Regions from separate parts of the Anser cygnoides genome. Here region 2 is linked to region 1. A link is a contact called in public Hi-C data. All regions are on one chromosome and are shown on one strand. Each heading gives the region's core, a stretch centred on a gene start, on an enhancer-like site or on the middle of the called end of the contact. The rest is flanking DNA. Distances are from core to core; before and after follow the strand shown. Region 1 overlaps LOC106036254 (a long non-coding RNA gene). Region 2 has its middle 230 kb from the start of NYAP2.

The links. A called contact is a pair of places that touch in the nucleus more often than the background predicts.
Region 2: a contact with region 1 is called in a Hi-C map of liver, with 5 times the contacts expected there. The contact joins two enhancer-like sites. A contact is called at or near these places in 2 of 7 Hi-C or Micro-C datasets (both in liver).

The regions. Positions count from the first base shown.
Region 1 is chr9:4,083,666-4,087,191 of Taihu_goose_T2T_genome, reverse strand. It overlaps LOC106036254 (a long non-coding RNA gene), which reads right to left. Exons shown (of 16, transcript XR_010833503.1): 5 at 29-129. Among named protein-coding and RNA genes, the nearest start is that of IRS1, 110 kb to the right of the region's middle. Within about 2 kb of position 1,746, at least 2 of the 3 cell types and tissues checked have open chromatin away from gene starts, as enhancers often do. A contact at or near this core is called in liver, where this site is marked.
Region 2 is chr9:4,320,679-4,324,249 of Taihu_goose_T2T_genome, reverse strand. No RefSeq gene overlaps it. Among named protein-coding and RNA genes, the nearest start is that of NYAP2, 230 kb to the left of the region's middle. Within about 2 kb of position 2,084, at least 1 of the 3 cell types and tissues checked has open chromatin away from gene starts, as enhancers often do. A contact at or near this core is called in liver, where this site is marked.

The DNA.
Region 1 (3,526 bases), core at 497-2,996:
GTGTTAAAATACAAATCATCTTGCTCACCTGAGGCTCTGAAATGCATGAACTCTTCCACCTCAGGTATTGATTTTCCTTTTGAAGTTTGTTTGTTTTAAAGGCACAGGTCTACACAAGGCCTAAATGACCTGGAAAAGACATAAATGTAAGGTCACTGTAATAAAAAAATGCTCTGTAGAGTAGTGACACCAAAAAGTTTAGCTGCTGGTTGAACAAATTTCACACAAGTGATCACAAAGACCTCTAATCCTCTCCCTCCTACCACTGATTATCTCCTTCTGCCTTAGCTTAATTAGCTACAGCTTCAGTGGCCAGTGCCTTAGCTGACAGAGCCAGGGCTGTTATGGTTGCAGACAATCTTCCTCTTGTGTCATCTAAAACATGGATGGCTGACTTGTGCACAGAGAAGCACTCCCTTGTCCAGCTGGAGAGTCCATAGGCAGGAACACCAGAGGACACATTTGGGCTACACTGCACTGGATGAAAAATACAATGCTCCCAGCCTGCCCGTCTTTAAGAAGAGATAGAAAATGACACATTCCCTCCTGTACCCCCAGAAGCATTCATGTGAACTGGCCAGTGTTCCCAAAAGACAGAAACAAAAACACCCTGCGGCCTGGTTCAATTCCTGGACCACCAGTTGGCCATCCCAGATGTGAAACATCAGACTCTTAGATCCTGTCATCAGTCCAGGATTTGCTGACCTCACTTTCCATTAACTCAGTCAGCACAAGGCCAGCCAGGTGCTTTCTGTACACTGAGATTTGTCCTGTCACAGCTACAACAAGGACTACCCTCCAGCAGTGAATCAGGGCTATTAATGAGCATAAACATGGCCTTCATAGAGTTGTCCCAATTCATGTAAGGACATCAAGCTGCTGTCCTTAAGTAGTGGTGTTTTAGCACTTCAAAAATGCTGAATACTAGGAGCCAGGATTCTACAAGGTCTCAGGCAGCCTCAGAGTTTCCCATAGCTATGAAGGGGCATTCCCAACACCTGGCTGGCTCTGTTAAAATTGGTGCAGTTGCACATGTACAAAGAAGGAGAGGCTTGCCAAACTTCCCTTGCATGCACATTTATTGCTGCCGTGCCCCAGGTAATGTAATTTGAACATTTCTGTCCTTATTTATGTTCCATGTGATTTCCTTTGCATAGCTGACATCTTGGGTAGCCCAAGATCTGCTTTTTGCAGACTTTATAGCCATATAACTAATAGTGTGAGGTGAGCGTCTTTTTTATTTTAAACCAACCCACTCAGCTCTGCCTCTCAGATAAAGCCAGCTATGAAGGCGCCCTGTAGTGGTACAATGTATTCCTCCTGTCATCTTCACAGTGCTGCAGCCGAGGCCCAGGCTATCGGGGCCTTTAAAAAGCCACAGCTCAAGCAGCAATAAATCCTCTTAAATTGCATACCCATAACCCCCTGACCAAAATATGGCTGTGACATTTCCTTTTGTTTGCCGGGAGAAATCCCGTTGTGCCTTGAGGGGTGGGAGAAACAACTTTCAAAAGGCAGCTCCCCCAGGGGCAGCCAGCCCGCCATGGGGCCAAGCGTGGCCCCGGGCCCCACGGCCACCTGGGCCAGGCAGGCTCTCCACAGCCTGGGTGTGCACTCGCTGGAGGCTCGCACGCCGCCGGAACGGGAAGCCCTCGTTGCATTTAATTGTTTTCCTGAATGCCTTTATGAACAACAGCAAAAGGAAATATTACAGCCTGGCCGGCAGCCAGGGGCCTGCTCAGTGCCACGGCGCGGGGCTCGGAGCAGCCAAGGCAAACACACTCCCAGCGCTGCCGCTATTTTCGCCTGTGTTTCAAATTAACCGCTGCCTTTCAGAGGGCTCTCTGGCCCCTGCTTCCAGACTAGGGGGACACAGCCCTTTTGTTTCTAACGTGGCTGGCTACCTCCAGCACTGCTACCGGTGCTCCTGGGCTGCCCGGGCACCCACCACCCCACCGCTGGGCCCTACTGCTCCTCCACATTGCGGGGCCCAGCAGCGAGGGCTGTGGCAGTGGGCACGCGGGGTCCAGCCCCACGCAGTGAGCCCTGTGGCAGCAGGGCTGTGGTAACCAGCCAGGGCAGGGGCAGCCAGGAAAGCCCTGAGGCCCTCAGAGCTGCGGCAGTGCTTTGTGCTGGGATGTGTATTGGTTCATTCGGAGCAAAAGCCTCTCCGCAGCCTGGGAGGCAGAAAAATGAAAGTGGTTTCCCCTTCCACAAAGTGCAGTGGGGCTGAGAGTGGGGCAGGAGGGAGCACACCCAGGCACATTGAGCTGTGTCCAGGCCAAGGCCTAGGGAGCCACCATGAACCCCTTAACAGGGAGGGTCAGGTCAAAGCAAAGCCTGGCAGCCAGCCTGGCCCCCCACAGCACCCACAGGCTCCTAGTGCCAGGGGGAGAGGAGGGCGAGGGCGAGCCAGAAGTCACACCATCGCCTGCACTGCCCTCAGCCCAGCTCCCGGGGACCTGCCCTGTGAAGAGCAAGACCCAGGGTGCTCCTTCTGGCCCGCAGCACAGTCGTGCCCCGGTCACTGGCTGGCTGCCCGTAGGGCAAAGCTGGACCGAGATTTTGCCTTTCAAGATGGCCATGGTGGGAGCACATGTGAAAGCAGTTAACTGTACAGCTATTTGGTCACAGGAATTTACATGCTCAGCTGCTGAATGTAGCAGGAGGCTGTATGCTTAACTGGAGATGTTTAATAGATTTGTAGCAATGGGTGGTGGGGCTTTTATGTGCAGCAATCTGTGTAGCTGTAGAGCAAAAAACATGCAGCAAGTCCGTATCACTAAACCCATTAACTTCAGAGCAAGGGCACCAGGGTGAAACCTGGCACAGGGCTGAGGCAGGACCAGCCATGCTTTACTCTCCAAACCAGCCAGCGGTGGGACTGGAGTGGCACAAAGGACCACAGCTGACATGGTGCCAGGAGGTCAGTTCCTCCCACCATCATCTTCCAAGCTCCCCAGGCAAATTTGAGAATCACCATTTTACAAGTGTTAATAACTTCCAAGTAATTTTCCAGGCTCTACTAGCAACATGTTTTGAGTTTGCAAGAGGCCCGGGCAGAGAGAGAGCTCTTTAAAAAGTAAAAATTAGGGGGATCAAGATAAGAAAATAAATACTGCTGACCCAGCATTCCATTCCTGGGGTGAAACACAGGCAAACCAGGCATTTCCTACAGCTCTTTTGCAAACATTGCTGCTTTGGAGGCAGGATGGATGGAGCAGTGGACTGGGGCTCAGGACACCTGGACTTCATTCCCAGCTGTGTCGCTTATCTGCTGGGTAACCTCGGGGTATCACTGCCTCTCCACGTAAAATGACACTCAAGTCCTCAAAGTCTATCAGTGAGAAGTGCCGCACAGGATCTAGGATCATTCGCCATCTTCCCACAGTGCTGACATGCAATCCTATGTCACAGCTGGCATTTCTGTCACAGCTTGCTTACAGTCCTAATCCTACAAAGAGATTTCAGTGGAAGGGGCTTCTATTAGTGCAGTTCAGCTTGCAAGGAATGAGTCCAAAAGAGA
Region 2 (3,571 bases), core at 835-3,334, 240 kb before region 1:
TGTGTGTGTGTTTTCAGCAAAGCAGGCTTTTGCATTGCTAAAGAGAGCTGTGTTGCAAAGACAGCACCATGAGACGCTACCACTGTAAATTATGTAACAGGACTCAAAGGCCCCGCAGAGGGTTCTAAAGACGGGCAAAGAGTGAGGGCTGCTGCACCCACGTCTGTAGCACATATGGGTTCAGCCGAGGGCCTGACCACACAGATTTCTCCCTGCTTGTGTGAATGATGTTCCCCAGTGGCAACAGTGTCTGGTCAGGTCGTTGCTAAGCTCCTTGATTTCAGAGAATACAGCTAAGGCTACTCTTTGATGGTTTCCTGAAAGATCCTACACGGCAGATTTATTTATTGATGCTAGCTGTGCAAACGTACAAGTTCTGTAAACAAATGCAAACCTGTCCCCTGCTACACAGAGAATAATGCAACCAAGGAGCCATTTCTCTAGCACAGGTTCTTCAGCAGCAGCAAATGTGTCTGTTGGTTTCAGCTAGGGTTTTCAGCTTCCCACCAGGCTCTGTTGCTGCCTAAAACACTGCCCTGCAAGCAGGACAAGAGATGAAGCAAATCTACCTGCAGCTGTTGATGCTGTAACTGCAGACTTGCAAAGAAAATAACAAATGAAAGCTGCAGGAAGCCTCTCATGCATCAACACATATCTGAGATTTTTCTTATTTATCATTGGGCTATTCCTACATTATGTCAGTATGAAGTTGATCTAAATTACCTAGGAAGTGCAACAGATGGATAATTTATTATACATTCACTGGGAAGAAAGAAAGAAGGCAGCACTGAATTAGCTGTTGACAGAGAAAGAAGGCAACATCTGTGTCTCCTCCTCACAAGAAATGGCTCCGTCCTGTGGTATATTTCAGGATTGTATTTACCTTTGTCCTGTGCTCCACCTTGGTCTATAAAGACAGAAAAAAGGCAAACGTTCAGGCACAGACTATGTCTTTGTAGCAGGACCCAGTCCTACAGAGATACTGAGAACATGTGACCCAGTCGATGAAGTTTATTCCTACTCTTCATGTGGCTGGATTTCTCTAATATCACTAGAAGAATTCAAAAGTAGGTGACAAATATGGCTTCATATGTAGAACTGCAGATTTATTCTGCTTAGATACATTATTTACCTAAACAAGCAAAAAATTGCTTTATGAAAATACAGTGCCTGAATAGATACTCACTGTGTTCCCTGCCTCATCTTCGGATGGCTGTGTGCATTTTAACTGTAGGACCTTGCAAGCCTGACAGAGCAAAAGACATTACTGGGAGGAGCTGCCAAATGGCAGTTCCCTGGAACTGCCAACTGTGGAGCCTCAAAATTTTGTAACCAGGACCTTGAGCTTTAGCTACAGAAAGCAGAATTGAGCTTGGAGGCAAATGTGTGTGGAAGTGCACAGGCTCTGTAGTTTGCACCAAACCCTGTCTGAAGAGGTTTACTGCAAGAGGCAACACAACCCATGGCAGCAAGATGTCAAGGTTTTCCCTCACATACACAGGCAAACGACCGTTCATTTTCTTTTTACACCTTTAATATTAGGTAATAACAAGCAGTCATGAAATAAACTTAAACAGATCCTGCTGAGGGATTTTCCTAATGCAGAGCCCGTGCCCCATGCACACACTTTGTCAGCACAGCCAATATTTGCAGAAGTCCTGGTCTGGCTCCAAAGGAGTGAGCTCTGTGAGAAGAGCTGGAGAGGCAGCAGCCCAGGGCCCGGCAGCAGGGCCGCAGCCAGGAGCAGCTCAGGGTTCATTGCCTGGTCTGAGCCCGTGGAGAACACCAGGTCCAAAGGTGTCCTTCAGGCACTTTTGCACTGAGTCAGACACCTTGCAGGCCCTGTAGTGGTTTCCTCAACAGAATTGAGGCTGAAGGGCTAAACTTTTTGTGCCTACAGATTTTTATTCCAGTCTTCACTAATGAAACCTCATGGCTAAGGGCTTGCTAGCCTCCAGTTTTAAAAGATATTCTTGAACTTTTCATAGATGTGATCGTTGCCCAGAACTGCTAAAAACAACTGTGTAGACTGCCATGGGTACTTTGGCTAGCTGGGAGATGGAAGGCAGAGCTCACCACAGCAGTCAGTGCTATAAAGGGTTGCCTCAGACTTAGCAGAATAGAGAATATAGGAAGAATATAAATAGAACCAAAATGTAGCTATCAGTAGTATGCGAGGATGATTGCTTAACTGATTATGAAATACCACGACTTCTCAACCTCATGATTTGCTCCACAAAGTCTTAATAAGAGGAAAATTCTGTTTTCAAAAATGAGTTTTGCTGAATGGTTTTGTATAATGTGTGGAAAAAGCCAAAAAATATTGACAGGTATCACTGGGGCGAGGCAGAGGACCAAAAAACATTGCAGGAAATAAATACCTGGAAGACGATGGGAAAAATATCAGGGCCAATTTACTTTCAATTTATACCAGCAAATTTAGGGGTTAACTTCAATCAATACTGGCATTAGAATTACAAAAACAGAAAACTAATGGGAGAGAAATTAGATGATTGAAGCTTTTATGCCTGCTTTTCCTGGTGCAGGAAGGTAAAAAGAAAAAAATAATCAGAAACTAAAATAGACATATGAAATTATTGTATAAATAAAAATCCAGAGAAGATTGGTCAGAAAAATGCTAGACTTAAATGAGCATCTAACCAGCATCAGCTTGTTCCTGTGGATCTCGTGCTATTTATTGCATGGTTTGCTAATGAAAGGTGCCAGACTTGCTCTTCTTACTGTATAACAACACACCAAGGGGTTCTGGATACAATACAGGATGATGCTAGGGTGTCTCAGAAGCATAGGCAAAGCCAAATAATGCCATCTGGTAGCCAGGTTTTAGTCAGCAAATGCAAAAGCTGGTAGAAGGTTATGACAAGCACACCAAAGCTTAATAATGCAGAGATATTAATCCTTTCTCCCCATGTGATTACCCCATCAGAAAGTCTGCACCAACCTGTTCTCTGTAAATGATTCAATATACTTCCTTTTTTTTTAAAGTTGTTTAGTGTTGTTGATGTTGTTTTTAACCTGGGCATGCGTGTACAACTAACATCTAGCATGTTTTCAGCATTGTCCAAATAAAAGAAATATCAACGAAATAGAAAAAATCTGCTACTTTGCACCACCTTCCCAAGGTACAATCTGAACTTAGAATTAGTTTTATGCAAGCAAACTCTTAAGAAAGAAAAGGTATCATCTCTGAGCAGTCTTATCAACTACAAGTATGGCATAAGCAAGTGTGAATTTCTTCATGATGATTTGAGTGTACAGCTCTCTTCTCATGTCTACAAGAATACCAAAAATTTTACTTAAGTCTTTGCACTCTTATGTGCCTGAAGGCAGATGGAAAGGCAGTAGTACTTGTAGATCCTCACTCCCAAGAGATGCTAACCAAGTACGTTGAACCTTAGGATTTCTCATGTCCTTTGCTGTGTCACTCCCAACACTAATGGTTTTTCACAGTGTCAAGGTTAGGGTGAAGATAGTTTGTGTTGATGCTCATCCTGCTTTGAGGCCATCATCTTGCCATCATCTTGTGCCTGATATAGGATGATCAGGATAG